Linked DNA regions of Pan troglodytes: region 1 is linked to region 2. Evidence: chromatin contacts called from public capture Hi-C data. All regions are on one chromosome and are shown on one strand. The core of a region is the stretch at or near the end of the contact, and the rest is flanking DNA. Distances in the headings are between cores, read along the strand shown. Region 1 has its middle 25 kb from the start of SYPL1. Region 2 has its middle 52 kb from the start of SYPL1.

Region 1 (6,024 bases), core at 270-2,769, 81 kb before region 2:
AAATTATTTATTTCTTTTTACGAATTTGCCCATGCTGCTGGAGAGGAAATTCTCACTCCCTCAGCCTGCAAGCCCCGTGAGGAAGGGTGGAAATCTCCCATATATTTTAATGCCCTAGAGATCAAGGGGGCCTCAGAGCGCAGTGGTCTTGCCTTGACACCGAGAATTTTAAGAGAAAGTGACTGGCTCTGGGGCACAGGATGAGAGAATGATAGATCTAGACCTCAAACCCAGGCTTAGGCCAGCTGGGACTACAATGGCCCAAGCCTGTAGTCCCAGCTACTCAGGAGGCTGAAGTGGAGGATTGCTTAAGCCCACGAGGTCAAGGCTGCACTAAGCTATGATCACACTACTGCACTCCAGCTGGGGGGACAGAAGACCCTGCTCCAAAATTAAAAAAAAAAAAAAAAAACCCAGGCCTGCTGTGTAATTTTGTGCATCTATAAGGAAAGCTGATCTACTTCTTGTTCACTCTGAGCTTTTCCTTAATTTTTTCAGTCATCAGTAAGGAATTTGATGCAGTTGTGTTCAAACCAAAAACAAGGTGGGGTTTTCCTTTCCTCTCATGGGAAGATAAATTTTGAAGTAGGTGAGTACTGGTGTTGGCTCAGTGACTGAAGTGGGAAGAGCCGTGACTTCTGCAACTTTCATGGCCCCAAAGAGCCAGCATTAGGGCATGTAATACCTTTGCACCAAGGACAAAAATGATAAAGTACAAATGAAGCACAACATGTCTGTCTCTGTTTCAGATGCACAATTCACTAAAGGACACGTTTCCAATAAAATCAGGGCTTATAGGGGCCAGGGGCAGTGGCTCACGCCTATAATCCCAGCACTTTGGGAGGCCAAGGTGGGCAGATCACCTGAGGCCAGGAGTTCTAGACCAGCCTGACCAACATAGCAAAACCCTGTCTCTACCAAAAATACAAAAAAATAGCCGGGTATGGTGGCATGCACTTGTAGTCCCAGCTACTTGGGAAGCTGAGGCAGGAGAATCACTTGAACCCAGGAGGTGGAGGTTGCACTCCAGCCTAGGTGGCAGAGACTGTCTCAAAATCAGGGCTTGTAGGGTAGATGGCTGTTAGGTAAGGAACCAGCAGTCTCTGCCATTCTCACCAGCGAGAATCAGGACATCTCAGAGGAACTGTGGAAGTTTGTCACGTGGGACTGAAATCTGAATAATATAAGGCCTAGGACCTGAGTTCTGAATAAAAATGAATACCACTCAAGCCCAAACTAATTGCTAGGAATTAAATATTTGGATTTTCATCTAGCGGCAGTTCCCAAAAGAAGGGTGCATGGATATGCAAAAACGCATGTGTCTACCAGGCTTGCATTAGCTGGAGTTGGGGATAGTCCTAACCAATGTACTCACATGTGCACACAAACATTTCAGCATGCATTCGCCCCGCCCCCTTGGGGATGTGCAGCAGCTGTGCAGCCCTGCAGTGGGGGAGGCCTTGTGGCTGCTCTGTCACTTGTGCTGAGTAGCAGGCACATCACCTAGAGGTAGGTAGCAGAGGGGCCAGCTAGCAGAGAGGACACAGCTGACCGACGCCGTGTAAGGCATGGACTTCAGGTGACCAGGACCAGTTTCATCCACACTCACTTCTCTGCATCCTTGTGACCAGTGAATGAGCTAAGAAAGCTAGCCGGGATTAGGTGCTAATCCCCAGAAGGCAAGGCCAAGCTGAGCCTCATTAACAGAAGGAGCTATGCGGCAAACTCCGGCCTAACTCCAGAGCAGAGGCAGCAGACAAGTCTTACCTTTTATTACCAACACACAGGGATCAATACTGCCTGCCTGGAGCAGGGGTCGGGCAACCTTTTGCTGTAAAGGTCGGGTAGTATTTGAGGTTTTGTGGACCATCTGCTCTCCATGGCAATTACTCAGCTCTGCCTTTATAGTGTGAAAAAAGGTATGGACGATATATAACCAAGTGAGTGTGGCTGTGTCTCAAAAACACTTTGTAGAAACAGGGGGCTGGCCAGGTATGGCCAATGGGCTGTAATTTGCCAACTCTTGGCCTAGAAACCACATGTCCACTTGTTGTAATGGAGGGTGAGGATGTCTCCAGGCCCACGGTGTTGTAGTCAATTAGCCCTGCCTGCACAGGTGTTGTAAGGGGAGTACCAGGCTCTAGATCAGTGGTCTACAAAGTGGGCTATGCCTACCCCGGGATGTGTACCATGTGATCCATTGGCATACGGGAAAAAGTATTAAATTTCTGTTCATTTTAAAATCTGTTTTCATTTTAGACTATTGATCTTGTCTACCCTATCATGGGTCTGTAGATTTGGCAATGAGTCATGCCTTATATCTAACGTGCTAATGAGAAGTCAGGCTTATAAACCTCTGAAGAGGATCTCACAGCAGTTGTATCCTGGAATAGCAATATGCCCATTGCCACTCCCTGCTTGTCAGGTCTGAGGTATGCAGGTATCTCAGGAATTCCCCTAAGAAGAGAGCAGTGGTCCCCGATTCCTCGAAGGCAGCTTCCTCAGGAACTATGGTGGACTTGCCACACTAAAGGATTTTTGGATTCAAGGTTCTGTCTTGAATCTGATCAGTGGTTCAGCTATTGGTCAGAACACAAAGGGAACTACAACCACCCCCCAGCACACACCATTCATAAGAGCATTAATTAAGTTGTGCTTTCCTGATTTCTGGTGGTCTCTCTCTCCCTCAGTAGTTCAGGCCTGCCATATAAAGTAGACAGATTGTACATTGCACAAGAGTGCTGCGTCTAACGAGGCATCCTTCACATTGTAGACATGGTAGACTTATATGCCCTGTGATAACTTCCTGGTACATAGCAACGCGTCATTCTAACAAACTCAGTACATTATGACCATCTCTGACCAATAGATGTAAAGCACTTTGAGGGAAGTGTGTCTCCTTAATTCCAGAAGAACTATATGGGTTCGTAGTAGCCACAACTAGTAGGTGAAGGATAGAAAAGAAGAAAAATGCACAAAGTCCAACAGATTCAAACTCTTCCGGGGCAGGGATGTCTTGTGAATGCCTTTTACAGTGTTGAAGGACCTCTTCAGAGTGAGGCAGCATTCGAGTGCTCAGTCATTAGCACAGACCCCCAAAAGCAAGGACTTGGAGGTAACCATCACCCGTCAGTCACCTCTACTGAGGACTGGAAGTGAAGAGAGAAAGGAAAAAAATATTTTTCTCCCTCCCAGCTGTTCTTCCTCTTGTATAAAGGAGCTGGAAGAAGTCAAGCAAAGCAGCACAGATGTGTTTTAATGTTTACTCACATGGAAGCAAGTAACAAAATAAGAAAAATAAAACCATCATTCAAAAAGAGCCAGTTGTTTTGTAGCTTCCCACTATTTATTCTCCTTCTCCTGGTAACAGCTCTCCACTTTCCCTTTAGGAAATCAGTTCTGCCCCATGGTTCAAAATCTCTAGAACTGACAAAATACCCTGCCTTCTACCAGCCAAAGGGGTGGGCACACAACTTAAGCTAGGTCAGTTGCATTCTCTCTCTCCTTCTCTCTGATAGTTAATTTTGTGTGTCAACTTGACTGGGTCACAGGGTGCCCACATATTTGGTCAAACATTCTGAGTGTTTCTGCGAGGGTGTTTTTGAAAGAGATTAACATTTTAATCAGTCAAGAAGATTGCCCTCCATAGTGAATGGTCCTCATCCAACTACTTGAAGCCTAAATAGAATTAAAAGACCAACCTTTCCTCTAAGTAAGGAGAATTCTCTAGCAGACTGCCTTCATATGCAACATCAATTCTTCCTGTCTGATGGCCTTCAAATAGGAACATGGGTTCTGCTTGGGTCTCCAACCTGCCAGACTGGACTTGCCAGCCTCTGCAATCACACGAGCCAATTCCTTCTTTTACACACACGGGGAGAGGGGGAGGTAGAGGGGGACAGGGGGAGAGGGGGAGAAGGGGGAGGTAGAGGGGGAGAGGGGGAGGAGCGGAGAAGTGGAGATAGAGGGTTCTGTTTCTCTGGAGAACCCTGATTAATATACACTCACTCTCTCTGTCTGGATTTTGAAGCATGAGTGTAGACACTTAAAAATATAAAAATGTTTGGAAAGCAGTTATTCCAGCAGTGGTGTCCTGATGAGACTGTCAGGGACCTAGTTCCTGCTACCTAAGCCTCTCCAGAGATGCTCTCATTCTTATCCTTTTCCAAAACTGGTTCTCAATGTTCCTAACAATGCTTTGATCCACCCTATAACTTCTTTTAGTCCATGAATATTTATTGAGCGCTATGATCTGAATGTTGGTGTCCCTCTAAAATTTATAGAACTTAATCCCCAGTGTGATTGTATTAAGAGGTGGGACCTTTAGGAGGCCTCTTGAATGACATTAGTGCCCTATAGAAAAGGTGTGAGGGAGCCTGCTGGCCCCTTCTGCCATGTGAGGACACACAGAAGGCACTAACTATGAGGAACGGGCTCTCATCAGATACCGAATCTGCTGGCAACTTGATCTTGAACATCCCAGACTCCAGAACTGGGAGCAATAAATCTGTGTTGTTTATAAATTACCCAGTCTAAGGAATTTTGTTAACAGTCTGAGCGGACTAAGACAATGAGTACCTACTACATTCAAGGTACTGTTCTATTGAGGAAATACCAGTGAACAAGCTAGCCCTTGCTCTCATGGAACTTATTTTCTAAAAAGTCCTTTTCTGCCCAAGTAGATTAACTCTTCTTGAGAGTTTATTTCTGTTGCTTGCCACCAAAGAATCCCAGCAAATACTAACAATCTCCCCGCATAGACTTCTAGCTCTGCCCCTTCCCTGGGTCATCTTAGATAAGCCAGATGTCAGTCTTCAGAAGTCAGAAGATCCCTGGCTCGATGCAATTCTTGAGAGCCACTTCTTTATGATCACCCCATAAAAAACCCTGAGAACCCACCAGTGCACTTGTCTAATGTCCTAATGTTTGGATATAAACGACTCCACAGGAACATCTACATCAGAGGGGTTTCTCAACAGATGCCCTCCATCGAAACCATCTTTTCTCCTCTCCTGCTTAGAACCTGGGAAGATACCTTACAATGAGTATTACCTTGTTTATGCCTCATTATGACTTGTTTCAGGTTTAATCTTCTTCATCAGAGCCTTTTTAACATCCTCCCCCAAGACCCAAAGGATTTATTCTGGGATTAGACAGGAGACAAGATCAGAGAATCTGATCCAAACAGCCAGACATGGCTTTCTCATCAGGTAGCACCAGACAGTTATTTAACACAACTGAAACTCTGTCTTGAAGCAAGTAAGCATGCTGTTTGGTTCACTGTGGGGGTGTCAGTGACTACGGCTGGGAATTGTCACAGTTTAGTTTAGCACTTCTGGCAAACTTTGGAGCCAGCTTGCATAATGCAGTGTCTAAAGAACATGATTCCAGTTGAACAGAGCATGTTTGTGGTTAAAAATAGAACTCTGTCACATAACAACTCATATATAAACCATGAGGCTGGGGGAGGAACAAAATTAAATAATAGTCACTGGGGGTTCTTGAACACCTGTCCCAGTCCCTCAGAGCATAAACTATCTGGGAATTGCCAGCACACTGAAGCCAACCCTGCCCTGAAATCAAATGGCAAAAATAAACAACCAAACTGACCCAGTTAAATCAGGAAACATGACCGCACCTTTAAGCAGGCCACAATTCAGGTGGCCTCTCCAGCCCAGGCCTCCTCAGGGATTTAGCTCTGAGTTCTGAAAAAATTAACTGCAGTAGATCCCATGACAGCCACTCTGGATTCACAGCAGGATTGAAAGCTGAGACTGCGTTAGGTCTGAATGCCACCCGCACGTTTGCATTTTCACTGCATGCACATGGATTATGCTTTGAACAGAATGCATGAAACGTGGGCCCTGGCTCCTTCTAAACAGTTGTGGGAGTCTCATGACCCACTGCTCAGACTTGCAAAGAGCTAAGAATTAGAAACGAAATATTTGGGTTTCCCTGCCAGGAAACACTTTACAACAGTGTGTAGGTCTAACTGGAGAGGTTGCCCAATGACGGAGTGGAAAT
Region 2 (6,815 bases), core at 3,875-6,374:
CATAATTTGAGATGGTTGTTCAGAGGGCCTGCAAACAGAAGGAGCCCTGCAAAGCTGTCTTTCTGGGGGAGATTTGCATCTGCAGAGAATCTGCATTGATGCAGCCAGGTTTTCTCAGGTTTTCTCAGAGGTCGTCCTTTGTCCAATCTAGGAAAAATTAACTGAAAATGGGACACCTTTAAAGGTCTGAAAGTAACATTTCCCATCAGTTCTCTCGGGGCTGCTCCCTGTGAGGTTTCGTCTACGTAACAAGATCATCTTGGCTCACCAGGCCTCCTCATCTTCTCCCATAACCTATTTTGCCCCGATCCAAGCCCCCATTCTTTCTGTAACCTCAGGATGGTATATATACTTATACTTCCTGCACTGGCTGCTGCACACCACGCCCCTGCTCTTTGTTCCCCAGTAGCAGAGCCAGCATAATTTCATGCTTCCTAATTTCTGAGGATAGTGAATCAATTCCCCCCACCGGTTTGCCTAGAAGAAGAGCTTATTTAGACAGGAGGGTGGAGGAGGGTGGAGGGTGGAGGTAATCACTCTGTGGTTCTCCCCCATGTGCACATTAACAAATTTGTCTGCCTTTTCTTTTATTAATCTGCATTTTGTGAGATGATTTTTCCATGAACATACAGAGGGCAAAGAAGTTTTTCCCTTGGCCCCTACTGTGGCTTCTCTGGACTGTGAGACCACCTTTAGTCTTGCCCAGGCAAGTTCTGAGGCAGGAGAATAGGGTCTGGAGGCAGGGAACCTAAGGCTGATTCACACTGACTAATTAGAACTAAATCAAAAGGGAAACGCCAACTTTCCACACCTAAGTAACAAAAGGACCAGAGGCTACTCCCTTTGTAAACACCCCCACCTGTCCGATTTGGTTGATTTCTGCAACCAATCAGACTGATTGCAGGCCACTACTTCATTTGCATGAAGTGTACACCAAGTGGCCTATGGGAAACCTCTAGGGGGTATTTGGACCCCTGAAGATCCTGTAACCAGCACCCTTGAACCGCTGCTCAGGCCTGCTCCCACCCTGTGGAGTATACTTTCATTTTCAATAAATCTCTGCTTTAGTTGCTTCATTCTTTCCTTTCTTTGCTGTGCATTTTGTCCAATTCTTCGTTCAAAACACCAAGAACCTGGACAACTTGCAGTCAAGACCCTCCACCAGTAACAGTTCTAGCTGTCTCGACACACACAGAGGCTCGCCGTAGGCCCTGCTCCATTGATGCCCTGGGCAGTGGAGCCACAGAAGGCACCTCTGACCCAGTGCTCTGTCTCAGGCTGGTGCAGGCCAGGGCCTGAGCCTGGGCAAGGCAACACTGCACCCCTGTGAATCACGCACCCAGCAGGGGCTGTAACAGGGCTGCAAAGCCACCACCAGGCAGCTGCTGGCAGGACTAGGTTAGATGGTGGCATGCAGGGCAGGCAGGGCCTTCTGCACATAAGAGGGACAGTGGCACTTCAGTCCCACCAGAAAACCCCTTTCGTCACCCATATGTTCAGCAGCCACGCACTACCTCCCGCTGTGGTGTATGCAGTACAGAGGCTGCTGAGTGATTGTGGAGGCAGCCAGGACAGAAGCTGGGAGGCATATTGTACAGTGACAAAGAACAAAGACGTTGGAGTCCCACGGCTTCAGGTTCGAATCCAGACTCCACTTCTTAGCAGATGGACGATCATGGGAAGTCATTGAGTCTCCCTGTGTGCCAGTGTCCTCATCTGTATACTGGGATAGGACAGCACCTCCCACAGGGGTTCTGAAGTGATGTAAATGCAATGCCTGGCCTGTAGTGATTGCCCCATCCATGGTTGATACCATAAGGGGTTAGTGAAATGCGCTGTTTTTTGCAGCTGTGGTGCCATGCAAATAAAATTATTCTCAGGACTGCATATCGCTTTTACCCTGTCATAGGTTTCACATTTTATTTTGCTTATTTCCTGTCTCCCATTCGGAATAGAATCTCCATGAGGGCAAGGATTTAAGACTATTTTGTTCACTGGTATGTCCTCAAGTGTCTACAAGACTCTTTGTGCCTAATGGAAGCTTGATTTGTTGAGTGAAGGAAAAACAGGAAAAAAAAAGAGAGAAAGAAAGAGGAACTGAGAAAGAAAGAAATAAAATCTCCTTGATATAGTCCTTGATGACAAGGACTATAGCGGGGAGCCATCACAGGCCAGAGACATGCCCTGCCCGCTGTTTTCATGAAGGCCATGAGAAACAACAGCGACCCTTGGATGCTGGACTGGCTTAGGAGACATACAGGGTGGGACGCCAGGGAGGGAGAGGAGCCTCAAACCAGACTTAGGAGAGCAGAGCAGCAAGGAGAATAGACCATGACCCAGGGGCTCGCTCAGTCACACCTGACTTAAGGTTTCACCAGTTCCTAAGAGCGGCCAGTTGGGAAGTAGCACCCAAACCCCACTGCTTAGCACGTGTTATGTATTGCAGGGATCCCTCACCCCCAGGGCCTGTTAGGAACTGGGCCACACAGCAGGAGGTGAGCAGTGGGTGAGTGAGCGTTGCTGCCTGAGCTCCACCTCCTGTCAGATCATGGCAGCATTAGACTCTCATAGGAGCACAAACCCTACTGCGAACAGTGCATGCGAGGGATCTAGGTTGTGCACTCCTTATGAGAATCTAATGCCTGATGATCTGAGGTGGAACAGTTTCATCCCAAAACCACCCCATCCTCCTTGTTCATGGAAAAATTGTCTTCCATGAAACTGGTCCCTGGTGCCAGAAAGGTTGGGGACCGCAGATTTATTGGACAACAAGTGATGCAAACGTTCATGGCATACTAAGCTGTAGCTAGTTCTCATTCCAAGTATGAGTTCAGGCATTTCAGGACATGCTTTCAGCTGCCTGTTGAGGCTCTTAAAGGCTAACCAGGAAAGGTTTCCAAACAAGGTAAGCTCCCAAGGAAGAGTGCCAGCAAGATCCTGCGTGAGCGGGCCACATGGGCAGCCCCTTAGGAAAGGTGCCTTAGCAGGCCTGGCTGCAGGCTGCGTGGGCTGCTTGTTACACACAGCTTTTGCCTTGGACAATAGCCTGATAAGGCTGCACACTAGGGAGAGGGTAGCTTTGTGGCCAGCTGAGAGAGTCCCTTTCTACCTGAACTTGGTCTAGAACGTGCTAGTTGTCAGCCATGTTTACCGTACCATCAATAGCCTGTCCTGAGGTCCTCCTGGAACTCAGTGTTGGGCTTGTGAGGTGCAGCGAACTACTTTTCTGATTGAAAATATGCTCTCTAGGCTGGGTGCAGTGGCTCATGCCTGTAATCCTAGCACTTTGGGAGGCCGAGGTGGGTGGATCACCGGAGGTCAGGAGTCCAAGACCAGCCTGACCAACATGGCAAAACCCCGTCTCTACTAAAAATACAAAAATTACCCAGGCGTGGTGGCGCATGCCTGTAATCCCAGCTACTTGGGAGGCTGAGGCAGAAGAATTGCTGGAACCTGGGAGGCGGAGGCTGCAGTGAGCCTAGATTGTGCCACTGCACTCCAGCCTGGGCAACAGAGCGAGACTCTGGCTCCAAAGGGGGAAGAAAAATGTTCCCTAAAGCCCACTTGGCCGGATAAGACCTGGGGAAACATCAAAGGAAAGGATGAAGATGGAGTGAGGAGGTGTTTCTAGAAACTGGAGGATCTGCCACACTCGCCATTGGTGAGGACAGGAAGGGAAGGGGCAGGGGCAGACTCAGGCTCTGAGTGGGAGGATATTGGGGGAAGGACAAAACAGAGGGCTCTGCAGAGCCTGACAGGCCAGGCTTCCCAGGGAGAGGACCAGGGCCACTGAGAACCATCCAAGGAGCATCTCTAGGCCCCGGAGAGAGACTGGAGGAAACAGACTGGAGGAAATGGATCTCATTGCCTGTTTTGCAATTTCCTGGACACTGACTAGGTTAGCACATCCCTATGTTGACTGGCCCTATGTGTTGCCTCTTCTGTCAAATGCCTATTCATATTTTTTTCCCATTTTTCTTCTGAACTATCTGTCTATTTCCCACTCCCTCCACCCCACCAGGCATTCAGGACTCGATATATTCTTGAAGCTAATCCTTTGTCACTTAAGTGCTACACATATCTTTTCCCAGCTTGTGGCTTATCTTCTGAGTTTCTTTAAAATACCTGTGATGAACCAAGGTTCTTAAATTTAACGTGGTTGAAATCATGAATCTTTCTTTTTTATGATTTGTGATTTTTTGGTGTGTTATTTTTAAGAAATTCTTCCTCACTCCAAGATCAAAGAGATATTCACTTCCATTTTCTGCTGGTCAGATATCCCACCCACAGGGATGCTGCTGTTGTTTGGGGACCTGTGCCCAAGGCAAGGATGGGCAGACCCCAAACCTGACATGCTGTCCCCAGATGCCAGGAGGACCACATGTCAGGGCCTGCACAACCTTAGGGTGCCTTTCCTGTAAACCAGCCCCCAGACGTCACTGGGTACAAGCTACTGCTCCTAATCTACCCCCTACCCGTACTTCGGCCAACACAAAAGGTGCCAGTGAGCCTGAAGCCATAAGATCCATGTGGCAGATTTGAGGGCCCCAGATGCTGTATTCAACTGGGGGTACTCAAAATACTGTGATCAGCACAGATCTGTCTGCTCACCACATGCCAGGATCTGCCAGGGACCATCTCACAGCTAATGATAAATCCTCCTGTCAGGGCCACAAAGCAGGGCTTTGTGTCACTGTGTTAGCCCGCATCGTCCCAGGGCAGGGCTCCAGGCTGAGCTGGTCAGCCCAGGCCACTGCAGACAATGGAGCCACAGTGGGGCAGGGCTTGCAATGGAAGTCAGTATGGAGGATGGTGACAAGAAGCAAACACCCTGACAGCAGCCAGGCCCATGCACGCCTCCCCGAGGAGGGAGGACAGGGCGGGGCAGGCTCTGCAGAGTCAACGGGCAACTTGAATCTTGCAGCATCTGGCTAGCACCCAGGCAGGCTCCACAGATGCCCGCCTGGGCCTGATTTTCCTGTTCTCAGTCTCCCACGTCTGCCAGGAGGCCTTGATAAATATTCAATAGCTCTGGCCTCAGAGCCTGTGTCTGGAGGACATTCTTAGGCAGTGAACTGGAGACAAGCTGAGAGGAGGCCTTTAAAGGAGCCCCAAACCTCAGCCTCTCCTTTCTGCTCGGGGTTTGGTTTTAAAGAGTCCCAGGGGAGCCACCCACCTGCAGGCCTGACCCCCTGAGGTTGATACGTGGGTTCCCTGAGCCCAGCTCTCAGGGAAGAAAAAGGCAGAATTCAGGCTGCTAGAGCAGCCGGGATAAGAGAAGTGATGCTGGCAAATGTGGTATTTAATGGATATTTTAAAACACCAATAGCAAATACAGTCATTTCTGGGACTTTTTTTTTTAGAAGATGCTGAATTAAAAATTTGCATCTTCCCTCATTCTTGATCTCCTTCTGCAGTTCCACTTGAGCAACCCCACAGGCTCCAGTCTCACTTCTGCTCACACCCTCCACCTGCTGCCCACGCAGCTTCCTGTCCTGCCCCCACCGCGCCCCCTGCGCCGTCCCAGCTCACCTGTTGGCCATCAGACATCACTCACGACCCCTCCCTTTCACCAGACTGTGGCTCCCACCATTTTGATTATGAAGTTTCTCATTTAGCTCAAAATATCTGACAGACTCCCTGCCCCATTCATTATATTGGACACATAGAGTCGAATATATATTAAACTTCAATTAGATCAATTCTATATTAGACTTCTATAAAACATCCAGTGGGTGAGAAACTATATAATGATCAAAGTGACTGCGAATTCAGTAACCACATTGTGCAATCATATTTTACTTATCACAGAAACATCCAGGCACCTTTGAGAACCAACAGGACGTTCATGTGCAAAGGATGTGATTTCTTCAATCTAAGGACAGTGGAGAGAGGGGTGTGTGCGTGTGTGCACGGGTGCACGTATGCAAATTTGCTGGCCCCTCACAAAAGCTCTAGTTTCTGGAAGGAGAGCCCGAGTGTCCTCAGGCCCAGCGGTTCCAAGCATTACTGGGTGCCTCCACTGAGATAGCAAAGGACTCACAGGTCTCCAGGCACCTGGTAATAATGTGGAATTGGCCGGGGCTGCCTGTTGCTGAGGAAGTTCTTATCAAGTCTTGCCTTGGTGGGAGCACCAGTGGTAGTCAGAGGTTCTTCACCTTTTTTGGGTCATAGACCCCTTGGAGTGAAAATGTTGGAGGTTTCTCCTGAAAAGCACACTGCAATTCAGGGGATCCCCTGGGTCCTGGAGTCCATGCATAGGCATCATGGACCCCACATGGAAACCTCCCTGATTGAGAGGTCTCGAAAGCTTTTCCAGTCCTAAGAGTACAGTTTCTAATTTGCTGGAGTCGGCTGGACTTTCATTCCCTGGCAGAGCCATTTTGGAGGATAAGAAGATGTGTCTTCTCTACCACCGCACATGCGGTCCACAGTGACTGAGGGGAGTGTCACGGTGCCACCTTGTGCTTCTGTCCTGAAACTGCACCTTCTCTGGGGCCCATGCTCAGGTCCACACTGCCCACCTCTCACTCCATGAGCCTCACTCCCTACCACTCTCCCACCTTCTTACTCTGACCAAGCCACATGGACTCCTGACGTCCCTGCCTTGGGGCCTTTGCACTGACTGTTCCCCCTGCCTGAAGTCTGGGTTTAAAGCCGTATACACAAGTGCAGTTTGTACAGTCATATCATGAACCAAGAAAAAAAGCAAATGTTTATGAAGATGCCTTTATTTTCACTTGGCCTAAAGCGAGAAAGTATCACATGAGTACATAAAAGAATTTTTTAAATTTTGAGGCAGCTTTGAGGAGAGA

The links. Capture Hi-C pulls out chosen DNA fragments and counts their contacts.
Region 1: a capture Hi-C map of stem cell-derived neural stem cells shows a contact between it and region 2, with 5 times the contacts expected there. The contact joins two enhancer-like sites. A contact is called at or near these places in 5 of 7 Hi-C or Micro-C datasets (blood, induced pluripotent stem cells, a lymphoblastoid cell line and 1 more) and 1 of 1 other capture datasets (stem cell-derived neural stem cells).

What each region holds. Positions count from the first base shown.
Region 1 is chr6:121,517,341-121,523,364 of NHGRI_mPanTro3-v2.0_pri, reverse strand. No RefSeq gene overlaps it. Among named protein-coding and RNA genes, the nearest start is that of SYPL1, 25 kb to the right of the region's middle. Within about 2 kb of position 1,519, at least 1 of the 24 cell types and tissues checked has an H3K27ac peak or open chromatin away from gene starts, as enhancers often do. A contact at or near this core is called in stem cell-derived neural stem cells, where this site is marked.
Region 2 is chr6:121,439,015-121,445,829 of NHGRI_mPanTro3-v2.0_pri, reverse strand. No RefSeq gene overlaps it. Among named protein-coding and RNA genes, the nearest start is that of SYPL1, 52 kb to the left of the region's middle. Within about 2 kb of position 5,124, at least 14 of the 24 cell types and tissues checked have an H3K27ac peak or open chromatin away from gene starts, as enhancers often do. A contact at or near this core is called in stem cell-derived neural stem cells, where this site is marked.